3 separate regions of the Sus scrofa genome follow, and all the other regions are linked to region 3. A link is a contact called in public Hi-C and HiChIP or PLAC-seq data. All regions are on one chromosome and are shown on one strand. Each heading gives the region's core, a stretch centred on a gene start, on an enhancer-like site or on the middle of the called end of the contact. The rest is flanking DNA. Distances are from core to core; before and after follow the strand shown.

Evidence for each region. A called contact is a pair of places that touch in the nucleus more often than the background predicts. HiChIP or PLAC-seq counts read pairs in DNA pulled down with a chosen protein or histone mark.
Region 1: an H3K27ac HiChIP or PLAC-seq map of alveolar macrophages shows a contact between it and region 3. The contact joins the promoter of GAK here to the promoter of PCGF3 in region 3. A contact is called at or near these places in 1 of 5 promoter capture datasets (fetal skeletal muscle), 1 of 47 Hi-C or Micro-C datasets (liver) and 1 of 2 datasets of contacts at active chromatin or transcription factors (alveolar macrophages).
Region 2: a Hi-C map of liver shows a contact between it and region 3, with 12 times the contacts expected there. The contact joins the promoter of DGKQ here to the promoter of PCGF3 in region 3. A contact is called at or near these places in 1 of 5 promoter capture datasets (liver) and 1 of 47 Hi-C or Micro-C datasets (liver).

What each region holds. Positions count from the first base shown.
Region 1 is chr8:294,138-298,594 of Sscrofa11.1, reverse strand. It overlaps GAK (cyclin-G-associated kinase), which reads left to right and starts at 1,606. Exons shown (of 28, transcript XM_021100831.1): 1 at 1,606-1,885. The coding sequence starts at 1,741. TMEM175 (endosomal/lysomomal potassium channel TMEM175) reads right to left here and starts at 2,902. Exons shown (of 11, transcript XM_021100844.1): 1 at 2,341-2,902.
Region 2 is chr8:323,542-327,842 of Sscrofa11.1, reverse strand. DGKQ (diacylglycerol kinase theta) reads left to right here and starts at 2,754. Exons shown (of 23, transcript XM_021100838.1): 1 at 2,754-3,153. The coding sequence starts at 2,880. It overlaps LOC110262028 (a long non-coding RNA gene), which reads right to left and starts at 2,617. Exons shown (of 2, transcript XR_002346508.1): 1 at 2,404-2,617; 2 at 1,010-1,237.
Region 3 is chr8:138,854-143,564 of Sscrofa11.1, reverse strand. It overlaps PCGF3 (polycomb group RING finger protein 3), which reads right to left and starts at 3,129. Exons shown (of 10, transcript XM_021100828.1): 1 at 2,933-3,129.

The DNA of each region.
Region 1 (4,457 bases), core at 357-2,856, 160 kb before region 3:
TGCTCTGGATATCATTCCCTCCTACCTTCTAGGAGGGAAGGCACTTTACACCTGACTCTTCTGTCCCAGCAAACACATCCTGGTTTCCTTCCATCAGCTGTAGGATGCTCAGGAATCTCCCATCTTAAACATCTCAGCACCCCCTCGGTACCGTAGTCTCCGCAACCAAACTTCCTGAGTTACCTCCCCTTACTGTCTCTCCCTCTTCATTTTTTTTTCCTTCTCTTTGGGTACCTAGTTTCCACCCACTGCTCCACGGAAACAATATTGTTCTGGGCAAGATGCTGATATCACTGCTGCTAAATCCCAGGTACATCATTTACTCCTGGAAGCTGTAAGTGGAGGTTCCTCTTTTTCTTTTGTCTCCTTCCTTTTAAATGGCAAAGTCATTTGACATAATGCTTTTAGTTTCCTTCTTGCTTCCCTAGTTGCTGCTCCTCTCTAAAGAGTGTACTTTCAGTCTAAAAGCGACATTGTCCCATTGGTGCTCTCCTCCAGACAACTGCCACCTCTATGCTAGGAGACACCCAAAAACAGCCCGGACTTTTTCCCAAGCCTCCGATGTGTTCCATTTACCAGACAAACGCAGCGGCTGGAAGAGCCATGTGACTCGGTATCACTTGTTGACCCTGGCCCCCTGGCTAAGTAATGGCACTGCTGGGCATGTTTTCTCACCCCAAAGGGATAATTAATAGGAACGCTTCTAAAAGGATGTTGTAAGCAGTAAAGCATTGTATGAACTGAGCTTCTTTACTATAGTGATAACACGTGCTAGCCTGTCCAGAAAGAGACTTTTTTTTTTTTTTGTCTTTTTGCCATTTCTTGGGCCGCTCCCACGGCATATGGAGGTTCCCAGGCTAGGGGTCCAATCGGAGCTGTAGCCACCGGCCTACGCCAGAGCCACAGCAACACGGGATCCGAGCCGCGTCTGCAACCCACACCACAGCTCAGGGCAATGCCGGATCCTTAACCCACTGAGCAAGGGCAGGGACCGAACCCGCAACCTTATGGTTCCTAGTCGGATTCGTTAACCACTGCGCCACGACGGGAACTCCCGGAAAGAGACTTTTAATAGCTTGAAATTCTAGGAGGGTTAAGATGCTACCGGGGGCGGTGGCTCCATTTCTCCGTTTGGAGGTGAACACGCCAGACAAGAACCTACCGAAAGCGGCCGGCTGCCAAACGCGCCAAGGGGGTCAGGCAAGTGGCAGCGTCTTACCTGGGGGGGGGGGAAGCTCTAGGTGATGGGTCACACACGGGATTCTGGATCCAGTGCTGCCAGAAATGATTTTTCCACAGAAGCGTCAAAACTGAGCTTTTAAAATGATGCTTTTCGGTCTTTTATAGGCAACCAACTCAATAAATAGACGGACGCCGCGGGCCCCCCGGCGCTCGGCTTACACAGACCGGCTCTGCGCGGCCGGGCACCGGGAGCCCCTGGACACCAGCCTCCGCGGAAACCGCCGCGTGCAAACGGTTGGGCGCCGGGCTCCCTCCTCGAGCTCGGCGCCAGAAGCCCGTTACCCGGCCCACCCTCGCGTCCACGCCCAGCTCCGCGCACTCGCAGCCGCCCGGCGCGGCGGAAGTGACGCCCGGCGCTCTTCCGGCCAGCGACGCGCCCCCGCGCCTGCGTGGAGGCGTCGGGCGGAAGCGGTGCGGTCGCGGCCGGCGGTTGCCGAGTGGACCCGGACGCGGCTGTACGCTGAGCCCTCGGTCCGGCGCCCGCCGCGGGCCGCAGCCATGTCGCTGCTGCAGTCTGCGCTCGACTTCCTGGCGGGCCCGGGCTCCCTGGGGGGTGCTGCCGGCCGCGACCAGACTGACTTCGTGGGGCAGACGGTGGAAATGGGCGAGCTGCGGCTGCGAGTGCGGCGGGTCCTGGCGGAGGGTGAGGCGGGGGCCGGGGGCGCGCGGCCCGGGGCGCGGGGCAGGACCAGGCGGGCAGGGGGAGGGTCACGGCTGGCCGGAAGGCGACTGCCGAGGGGGAGGCCCGTGTGGGGTCGGGCACTTCCGTGTCGGAGGCTGGGGTCAGGCTGGGGCAAGGTGGTCGTGGCGGCAGGTGTAGGCTCACCTGAGGCTGGAGGAGAGGCTGTGTCGCTGGGAAGGAGTGGTGGGCCGGCGGGGGTTGGCGCGCGGGGCCTTAGCGGAAAGGAGGCAGGGGGACCCGCAAGACTAAAGGCTGGAGTCCCGAGGCACGCGCTGGGGCCGGGGGGTGGGTTATAAGTCGTCGAGGGCCGCGGTGGGACAGTGGACGTGGGGCTGGTCCTCTCAGGTTTCGGGACCTTAGGCGAGGGTGTTGGGACAGACAGCGCCGCGTCCTGTAGCCGGGGTTCCCCCTCTTACCATAGGAGCGTCTTCTGCCCCGGTCCTCTCTGGGCCCGAGCTGACCCGGCAGTTGGGATCCGTACAGAACCTCGCCGCGGGGCTGGTCAGTCTGTGGTCGGCTGTGTTGCTGCACGCTGTTTCTTGCTTCCTGCACCCCGCCTCCCTTCCTCACACAGAATTTCCCACCAGTGTTGGCGCGGTCCTGTTTCCTTGTCTGCGTTTTTCTGTTTTGTCCAGTGGGGATCACGCGGGCGTGTGAGCTTCCCCTAGCCGTGGCACGGTTGGCTTTGGGGCTGTGTTCCTTGCTTTAGCCTGCGTGAGGGAGTGGCTGCATGGACAGCTGCACATGGCTGTGGTTTCCCTCGGAGCTGTAGCTTCAGCCAGTCACTGCGGACATTCCTGCTGCCATTTGTGCTCAATTTCAGGTGGAACAATGGCTGGCTGTTTCCAAAGGCCTGAGGCGTGTTCTGCCCTTAGCATCCTCACACACATTGGCTCCACTGTCAGGAAGAGAGGAATTTGGAGGGTGATTTGGTGAGAAGATCTCAGGCTCTTCTTCAGAGCTAGTGACGTTCTGAAGTGTGGTATTCTTTCATATCTGGGGTAGAACGAGAGTTGCCCCCAGATCAAATCATTTATTCTGAAAATGCCAGGGAAGTATTTTGATTCTTTAAGAAATTCAGAGTGGAGAGTACGTGATTTCTGCCTTGTGGAACTTTAAATAAGACACATTTTCTGATGAACAAAGGACAGTGCAATGCAGGGGATTCCTCTGGTGGGATAGACGGTGGGCCCAGCTGAGATGGGAGGGGTGAGAATGCACCTCCTGCCAGGGGCAGGGCCAGTGCAGAAGGGGAGGGATGGGAAGTGGGTCACACAGAGAAGGAAGCTCGTGCCTGTGGCATAACACCCAGGATGAAGAACAAGGAAATGGAAGCAGCCACTGTGGTTGTGCAAAGCACCTGCTCCCCTTGTTGTCTAGACACACCAGGAGGTGCAAGGTGCCAGTGAGATTAGGAGCTGTAGATTTCCTCCCCTTGAACTGAACCGGCGGCTTGGCTTCAGTTTCTAAAGCTCGCGAAGCTCCTTTCTGAGCTGGAATGCTAAGAAACCTGTTGTTCCCATCAAGTAGCAACCGTAGAACCTAGACTGGGGGAATTCAGGCTGTCTTGTATAAATATGTGGAAAATCCCAAACCCAAAACCCTTGGGTACCTGTATTGACAATTTCAGAATTCTTCAGGTTCTAGGAAGAGCCTGTGTATTCTCTCTGAGCTGGCACGCCGCCAGGGCAGTTGGGAAAGTGTTGCATAACCAAGTGCATTCGTGTATCTGGAGTTAAGGGAGTGAGTCCTCACGGTGGGATAATTAAGTCTTCAGCTAGCCTCACATCAGTTCGTGTTAGGTGTTGCCCAAAATGACTTTATAATAGATCAAGTTTTGCTCTCAAATGATTTAGGGGAGGGAGTGCCCATTGTTGTTCAGCGGAAATGAATCTGACTAGCATCCATAAGGACACAGGTTCAATCCCTGGCCTCACTCAGTGGGTTAAGGATCCGGTGTTGCTGTGAGCTGTGGTGTCCTTCGCAGCTGCGGCTTGGATCTGGCCTTGCTGTGGCTGTGGTAGGTCGGCAGCTGCAGCTCCTATTCAACCTCTAGCTGGGAACCTCCATATGCTGCAGGTGCAGCCCCCAAAAAAACAAAAAAAAAATTAAGAAAAGATTTAGGGAAAAAACATTGGTTTTCATAGCTTTGACATGTGCACTTGTAGCCTGAAATGGGTTGTTGGGCAGAACTGTGGAGCCAGGTGATCTTTGCAAAATGTACTGTTAATTTTCACTTTAATTTAATTTTGTTTTGTTTTTTCAGGGCTGCACCCATGGCATATGGAAGTTCCCAGGCTAGGGGTCCAATCAGAACTGTAGCTGCCGGCCTGCACCACAGCTACGGCCTCAGCAATGCCAGATCCGGGCTGTGTCTGCCACCTACACCACAGCTCACAGCAACGCCGGATCCTTAACCCACTGAGCAAAGCCAGGGATCGAACCTGCATCCTCATGGATCATAGTTGGGTTTGTTAACCACTGAGCCATGAAGGGAACTCCTTCACTTTAATTTTAAAGCTAGTTATTGGGA
Region 2 (4,301 bases), core at 1,505-4,004, 180 kb before region 3:
TGAGCTTGTGAAACTGAAAGTCTCCCGCGTTGCCCGTGGAAGTGCCAACTTTTATTTCTCTGCGCACTTTTGGAAGGCTGTTTGAGCCAGGAGCAAATGAAGCAAATGCTAAGCAGACATGTGGACCTGGGCACACGTGGTGTCCAAACACCTGGACAGGAATATTCCCAAGCATTTTTCAGAACAGCCCGAGTCTGGTACCAGCACCCAAGCCCACTGCCCTAGAAGGGACACTCGGCAGCACACAGGGGGCCAGATACTCACATGCCCCCTCAGCGGAATTCAAGACAAAACCTTGGGTGAAAGAAGCCAGTCCCAATTAAGGCAGAAGCAGCCATTTCCCGGCCTTCCAGGCAGCCCCGAAGCATCTGTGGGCACCTCACTTTGCCTGGGTTCCTGCCACAAAGCACCACCAGCTAGGTGGCTTAAACTGCATTGACTCTCCCACTGATGAATATGCCAAAACTCTACCCCCTTGTGATGGTCTTTGGAAGCGGGCCTTTGGGGGCAATTAGGGTTGGACGAGGTCATGGGGTTGGGACTCCCACAACCACCATGGGCCAGAAGGTGGCATCTGCAGGACAGGGCTGTGTCCTCAGGAGAACCCACATGCTGGCACCCTGAACTCAGACTGCAGCATCTAGAACCAACAGAAACGAGCATCTGCTGGGCCTGTCCAGAATTTCGATGTGCATCCCAAGCAGAGGTTTAGTGTTAAGTGTCTTCTAGAAGCTGCTAGTTATTTTGGAAGGTATTCTAAGAAGTTCAGGGAGTTCCCATTGTGGCTCAGCAGGTTATGAACCCAACTAGTATCTATGAGGACTGAGGTTCGATCTCTAGCCTCACTCAGTGGCTTAAGGATGGGGCGTTGCTGTGAGCTAGGTTGTAGGTCGAAGACTCAGCTTGGATCTGGCATTGCTGTGACTCCGATTTGGCCCCTAAGCCTGAGAACTTCACATGCCATGAATGACAGACAAAAACAACAAAAACGGGTCATGGGATGGTGCGATGAAGTATCTTTGCCATTTTAGTGAATACGAAACACAGTGAAAGTCTGCAGTAAAGGTCAGATGTGGAGTTTCCTTTCCAAGATGTTTTTCCCACAGTCCATTTTCTTGCAAATGGAGAAAGATAAAGCCTGAGGTTTCCTTAGAGGCAGTTACTACAGTGTGAATGGAGAGGCGTGGTCTGCAATAGAGACCTCGGGGTCAGGACTCTCCTGGAGCCACGAGGCAGGCTGGGGGGAGAGGAGGCTGGCAGTGAGTTCCGGCCCCAGGAGGTAGGACCATCCTGGAAGCCCCAGGGAGGGTGCCTGGCCTCGCCGCAGGACTCTGCCTCAGGGCTTTGGACTCCGTCCCCCGTGTGGATGCTTGTCCTCCTGCAGCTCGTCCTGGCTCCTTCCATCCACACTGGGCACCAAGTGGCATTTCTGGGCTTATTTTTCAGCTTGTTGCTGTTTGTCTGCCCCTGGTGCATAGCTGGTGCTCAAACAGGATTGGGGGCTGACTCTGTGTCCCCCTTCCTTGCTCCAGGCTTTGCTCTTGTCTTCAGCCAGGTCCCTAGCAGCCCCTCCCAGCAGACCTAGCACACGTGTAGGCATTTCCTCACTACTCCCTCCCCACACCAATCTCCCCCGGTTTTCTCCTCTTCCAGGCCCTGCAGCCCCTGTTCACCCCGCAGGGTGGATGCGAGCTCCAGGGAAGCCTACAAAGAGCCTGGGGATGCCCCTCGAACCACGAAGCCGGCCACGCAGCGCACTACAAGCCACCGTGAGGCCCGCAGGCGCAGGGGCTCTGGAGCTATGGCAGGCGATGGGGCAGGGTGACCTGCGTGGACACGCCCGGGAGACAACGCGGGGCGGGGGGGGTTCAGGGGCTGGGATTCCCTGGGAGTGCGGTGGGGGCGGATCTTTCACAGAGGGAGAGGCCTGGGGGAGGGTCGCGTGAGGTCGGCCAGGAAGGATGCCAGTCCCTCCGGCTTCCGGCTTCCGAGGAAGAGATGATGGGAGGGGGCTCCTCCTGCAAGGAACGATCCTCCAACAAGCCGGGCAGCCCCAGGCCATTGCTGGCCCAGAGCCCCGTCAGGACAGGGACCTGGCGCCTGAGGGTGCTCGCGGCCAGGCAGCGTCCAAAGACTCTGCAGACGGAGCCGCTTACACGCGGCTGGGGGGAGCACGCGGGGAGCCAGGCCGTCCAGCCCCAGAACTATCTCAGTCGCCCGCCTCCGCCCAAGGACGCCCAGAGTGGAGCCCAGGCTGGCTCCTCTCCGGACCTCACCCTAGGACGCCCACCCTGAGACCCTAGCCCCTTCCCCGCTCCTCTGACTCCAGACCGGGGCCCCCTGAGGGCAGAGCCGGTCTTCCAGACTCCACTCTGGGGACCTGGGGCAGTGCTGCACGCTCACCAGGTCGCCCCGCGCAGCCTCGAACCAAGGGCGTGATCCCGGTGCCGCGTGGGAGGCGTCCGTCTGCGCAGGCGCGGGCCAGGTCACCGCAGGTGCAAACATCTCGCGTCGCTGTCTGGAGGCCGTGTGCCAGGAACCGGGTCCCGGCTACCGGCCCGCCTCTTCTGGCCACCGGGCTCGGATCTCCGCTGGGTCCCGGCTCCGCAGGCTGGCCCCGCCCACCCCCCGCCCCACTCCGCAGGTCCCACCCCCTTGGCCTCGCCCCGGCCTGCAGGCCCTAACCCCGCCCGCGGCCCCACCCCTGGCCGGCCCCGCCCCTGGCCCCGCCCCCAGACCGCGCGCCTGCGCAGTGGCGGCGGGCGCAGTCGGAAGCCCGGCGCGGACGGCCGGGGACCACTGGGGACGCTGGCCCGTTTTGCACGCAGCGCGACCCCCGCACTCGTCCCCCGCCGGGGCTCGGGCCGCCCTGGCCGGGAATGGCGGCGGCGGCCGAGCCCGGAGCCCGCGCCTGGCTTGGCGGCGGCTCCCCTCTCCTGGGCAGTCCGACCTCCAGTCCGGAGCTGGGCGCCGGAAGCCGCTCGCGATCGGGGCCGGGGTCCGGGCCAGGGTCGGGGCCGGAGCGGGCGGGCGCCAGGCCCCCAGGCCCCGCCGCGCTGGGTCACATCTTCAGGAAGGTGACGCTCACCAAGCCCACCTTCTGCCACCTCTGCTCCGATTTCATCTGGGGGCTGGCCGGCATCCTGTGTGACGGTGAGCGCCCGCGACCCCACCGCTGACCTCTGACCTCTGGACTTCCAGCAATGGCCTCCCCAGGACAGGGCCCCTTGCCCCCCGGGCAGGTGTGTGCCAGGCCCAGACCTCCCCGTGGAGGTGATGAGGACCGGTTCCTCCGGGGTTCTGGGGGGCCGTCGAGTGGCTGCTGCCGCTTCCCCACGATGGCGGAAAGAACTGCTCCCTGGGCTTCTTCATGTGGGTTGGGATCCAGCCGGGGAAGGGCAGGTGCAGGGACTGGGGCTTGAGGCCAGCCAGCCCTGAGCAGGTGCAAGGGACAATAGCGTGTCCAGGCCCTGGGCCACTGGCTCCCGGGGTCTGGTGCTGGCTCTTCTCCCCTGAGTGCACGCTGCCGAGTGCTGGCGCTGCCCAGCTCAGACTCTCAGAGAGCCGGGCCGGGCCTGCCACCCTGAGTGTGACGTGCCCCTGCCACCCTGAGTGTGACGTGCCCCGACAGCTCCCACCCAGCCGCCAAGCCAGCCTGGCTGGGCAAGGAGGCCCTCCCTCCTCTGGCTCCTGGGCAGTTGACATGCGTGCTTCCAGGGCTGGCTCTTCTAGCCCTGCTCCTCTCTGCGGGGGATGGGGCAAGGTGTCCCTGCCCTGCTTGCAGAGACAGGCCTTTGGCTCTGGGGACAGAGGGACCACTCAGCCCAGGGTTGGCAGAGGAGGATTGGCTGGGTCTGGGTAGAGGAGGCTGGGCCCCTTTCACAGGATGCCTTCTGCCTGGGGAAGTGGCAGGCTCCCCTCAAGAGTAGGATATGACCTGCAGGTGGGCGCTGGGTCTGAGGGGCGAGGAAGCTTGTAGGAGGGAAAGGGGTGATGTGGAGACCTTCCCTGCGTGCTGTGCCGACTTTCTCCCCAACTCTGGAGGATGAGCTGGTGACCTCAGCAGGCAGAGGGCCTGACAAGGCTGTGGGAGGAAGAGCCCCCTCCCTTTCCAGGGAGCACCCAGGATATATGGTGGGGAGCAAGGCCTATCTCTGGGGGCCAGAGGAGGAAGCCGGGTGCCGTGTGCCCGCAGCTGCTGCCGTCCATGGCGGCAGAGCCAGTCCGAGTGGCTGGAGGGGAGCTGACAGGGACTGTGTACCCTTCTCCAGGCCTCCTCCGTATGGGTACGGATGCCCCCT
Region 3 (4,711 bases), core at 1,880-4,379:
CAAACCACCCAAACAAATAATTCCAATCACTGGCAAAGGGCCCTGCAGGAGGGGACCCTCCCTCCGCGTGGCGACCAGTCCTCCAGGGAGGCCTCCCATGTGGGCCTTCAGAGCCCTGTGCTACAGCCTCAGCCCAGCCCAGAGGGAGGCAGGCACTGGTGGGTCTGGGTACTGGGAGGGGCACCGAGGGCTGGGCACCGAGGCCCCTGTACAGTTTCCCAGAGCATCACTTCCCCACATGGGTCAACTACTCAAAACATTTGGGGATCTCACATCTAAAAAAGGTCTTAAAAACACCAGTTTATACTTTCTGGAGCAAAATACCTGGCAGGAATAAAACAAAGCTCTGGAAACATCCAAAATCACTACACCTGAAGTTTCAAATAACTCCACATCACTGACACACATACCTACGGTTTAAGTTGTGTGGGCGGAGAGGGCTTATGGTTTGCTACTGTGTTCTAGGTTAATTCCTAAAACCCTTCCGACTTGAAACTTATCTCCCGTCATGTGTGCGCTTCAGAAACAGTGGTTCCAGTCACAGTGGTGACATCGGAAGCCATGTAACCAAAGAGGCCACCTCAGACTGGCCACTACACACAACCGTGCTAATCCACCCACAGGGTGCTTCTCCCTGCAGGAGCTAAAATCTGACCAGTGCCAGGCCTTATCCCAGTGTGCCTTCCTCCCTCTCAAGTGTGGGCTGGGCCTGGTGCCGAGATCCCAACAAACAGAATGTGGCAAAAGGGACGGGAGTCACGGCCCAGATCAGGTCACGAAGACCGTGGCCTCCCGCTTGCTCTCTTACTCTGCCGCTGGCTCCCTGAGCTGCCCTCATGGACGTCTCCGGCCAGCAGCCAGAGCCCCGGCCAGCACCCCTCGTGAGATGCTGAGCCTGAGCACCCAGCTCAGCTGTGCCTGGATTCCTGACCCGCAGACATTGTACGATAGGAACTAATAGAAATAGTGCAACTGCCCAGCATTATCACACTTTCAAAAATCCAAAAATGGGAAAGGAAAGAGCCTAACCAAAACTGAACGCCCAGTTTTACAGGTCTTTTCCAAAACTTCACAAAGCAAATTAAGTGTTTAAAGAATAAAGTGTTAATAAATAAAAGAAAAAGAAAAAAAGAAAGTATGTTAAAAAAAAAAAAAGTAAGCATTAAGTATGAGGGTCCCGACTGTGGTTACATTTGGACATTTGGCAAAGAAAAGTTTCTAGACTGGACTATTTGGGGACTCCATTTGCTTAAGATTAGGTCCCATGAAATGTTACACTGAAAATCCAAAGTGGTTTTCTCCTAAGTAACCAAGAAGTGAAACTACGGCACAAAATGAAATACTGAACTGACCAGTTCAAGCATCTCCCTTGAGAGTTTGAGATTTACGCCTCATTCTACTGTCCAATCTCTGGATGAGTCGCAAGCCTGTCGCACGCACATCTTTCTGAAAGCATTCCTGCTTTTCATGCGTTCGTTCACACACTCCCTCATTCATTCGGTGACTGTGTGCCGCATGCCGACCCCGTGCCAGGCAGCCAGTGCCCGCCTGGGCCTTCTGTCCTCTCAAACTCCTCCAACACTATTCTACACAACACCCTCTGGAGCCCTTCCCCAGTCAAAGAGCAGCACTGTCGCATCCCCACTTCCAAATTAAAGGACAATGTGGGCAAGATCCTGATGAAAGTCTGATTCCAAGGTTTCAGAGACACAAAGCCAGTGTGGACCAGGCACTGGAGGATGGGCCCCAACGTGCTCCATGACCAGCCCCGGGGCCCTGCCCAGGCAGCATGTGCTAAAGGTCAGGTCTGTGGGGCCCAGGTGCTCAGGGGCCTCAGGAGGAGACTGGTCTGCACCTGTGGGGCTCAGGCGACCAGGACCCTGATGCTCCAGAGCCTTTGGAGCAGGCAGGTCCAGCTGAGGGGGCCGGGCAGTTTCAGGGCACCTCTGGATCCCGCTTCTGGACCCAACCCCCCTGGGGACCCAGCCTGGGGGCCCTTCACTCCTCACAGACCACCTTTGAGGTCTGGGTACCTCTCAGGGACTCATTCAAGAGTCGTGACCTCCCTAGGGACCTGTCCAAGTTCTGGCTCTTATCACGGTCCTAGCCCTCCCTCAGAGCCGGCCTTCTTCAGTCCTGCCCCAGCATCCAGCTTCCTACGTGACCTACCTGGGTCACCCTTGGAGCCCGCCACATGGCACGGTCCCAGGGTCCCGGCCTCCTGGGAAGGGAGGGCTGTCCCAGGGTCCCAGAGGTGCTCGCGGTGCTTCCAGAATCCTGGCCGTACCAAGGCCAATGTTGGTGTCCCAGTCCTCCCTAGTGGGTTTAGCCTCAAGTCCTGATCTTTCCACGAACCCGTCCTGGGGTCCAGACTGCCCCAGTGACCCATCCTAAGGTCCAGGCCCTCCTCAGTGACTTGTTTCAGTGTCCCAGCAGTTCCTGGGTCCTGCCGGGTCCTGAGGTCTGGCCCTGCTCGGTGACCTTCCTCAGGGTCCAGCTCTCTCCAATTCCTGCTGGGTCCTAGGGTTCCAACCCACCACCGTGACCTAGAGTGGGGTTGGACCCAACTCCATGACCCATAGCACGGTTGGGATCTCCTAGGTGATCTGTCTCAGGGTCCAGAGATTCCTAGTCCTTTTCTGGGGGATCCCGAAGTCCAGACCTTCTCGGTACCCGTTCTGGGGTCCGGTCCTCCCTGGTCCCTCCCCGAAGACTCGTCCCGGGATCGGGCCCTCCCTGGGGTCCCAGTCCCCGGTGGGTCCGGCCCGGGCCTGGGCCTGCCAAGCCGAGTCGGGGCTCCGCAGACCGGGCCGACGAGGGCACAGGGGCGCGGGCAGGGGTTCGGAGCCTTCCGGGCCCGGACACAGGCAGAGGCCGCGGCCTGTGGAGCGGGCGCCGCGGACCAGGCCGGGCGGGGCGCGGACTCACTGACCTGCCGTCTCGGCTGCGGGCGAGCGGGGCGCACGCGGGGGCCGCGCCGGGAGGGGGAGGGGGCGCCGCTCCCTCTGGGTCCCCCCCAAGAGCAGGAGAAAAAAACCCGTCCGGAGTTTAAAACAAAGAGGCGGAAATGCCCGAGTGGAGCCGAACGCAGAGTCGGGGGCGCCGTGCTTGGAGCATGCGCAGTGCCCATCCCGGCTCCCACCCGGCAACCAGGACCGGGGCGGGGCCTGGAGGGGCGGGGCCAGAGGCGGGGGAAAGGGCGTGGTCCAAGGGCGCGGGCGCGTCCGGGCTGGGCTCCGCCCAGGGACTTGGGGGAGGCAAGGGCGCGGGGGCGGGATCTAGGGCTGGGGCGTGGCAGAGAATGTGGGTGCAGGCGGGGGGCGTGGTCAGAGAGAGATTGGAGGACGGGCACTGCTCAGAGACCCTGCAGGGGGCAGGGCGCTAGAGACTTGTGAGGGGTCGGGAAGGCGGGGCCGGAGATTGTGCCGGGCCTGGCGGAGGCGTGGCGCGATCCCCGGTCCGGGGGCGGGGAGGGGCGTGGTCGGAGGGCGGGGTCGGTGGCCGCGGCGCTAGGCGGGGGCGGGGCTGACGGAACGCAGAACCCTGCAGTCAGCTGGGCTCGAGCAGGGCTCTAGGACCAGGACTTTCCTCCGAGGGAGGCGGTCTCGTTCTTGCATTCCTATTCTTCCTGGGAACTAGCTCCTGGAAGGAGTAGGGTCGCCGCGGACAGAGATCGTCCTCCCTCCTGGACTCCCGGTCAGCCAGCAGCATGGCCGACTCCACAACCCATCCCTAGTCCACCTTTCTGCAGGCCCCGCCCTGGAGCTGTAAGCAGTGAAGGTGACGGTCCCGCCCCGCTGGGGTCCACACTGCGTAGGGGGCGCAGCGCGGGAATAACAGAGGAAAGTAAATGAGGTGTCCTGTGGGAAACAAGCCAGGTGGGGGAGGCTGTGGGTGTCCAGAGTTGGTTACGATAGAGGGTATAGCTCAGTGGTAGGGCATTTGACTGCAGAGTTGGTTACAGTAGAATGAGCGGGCACGGAAGGGATGCAGGGAGCAAGCCCTGCAAGTATAGGAGTTGGCAGAGGTTCACAGCGGGTCCAGACAGCCTCAGGCCCTGAGGTGGGTGTGTGTGTGAAGGGTACTTTCCAGAGACCAGCCTGAAAACCAGAGGGCACAGGGAGGCTGGAGATGAAGTCAGATGGCAGGGTCTCCGTGGAAGGCTGAACTGTGTCAGTGGGGGCAGGGCTGCATCAGAAGGCAGTGCTGGGGAGAGCCAGGGGCCTGCACCACGTGGTGCCGTGGAGGGCAGGCAAGGTGGAGGAATGGGCAGCTGCTGACCATCTGAGGAGGGTGATGTTGCTAGGCCCCAAGCTGGGGCCATCGGGAGGCTGGGGGCTGTAGGTGTGCAGCGTGAGCTTGCAGTGTCTACAGATGATGGGACGGTCAAGGGAGGGAGTGAGGGATGGGGGGCCACCCCAGTTGATCCTCCTAGTGGAGAAATGCAGGAGTTCAGGAGGCGCAGGGGAGAAAGACCCAGATAAAACAGCCTGGGGAGGAGGAGCCTCCTCCCAGGGGTGAGTGATGTCCTTTCGGCTGCAGGAAGGATGAGGGCAGTGAGGCCCCTCTGGGGCCATGGCCAGTGGAGTGTGGATGCATCGTTGGAGTGAAAACAGATTGTTCAAAGGAGGAGGAGAAATACAGACAACTTTTCAAGGCAGTAGATGGAAGCCACAAAGGGAACGAGGCATGCCAGAGAAGAAGGCTGTTT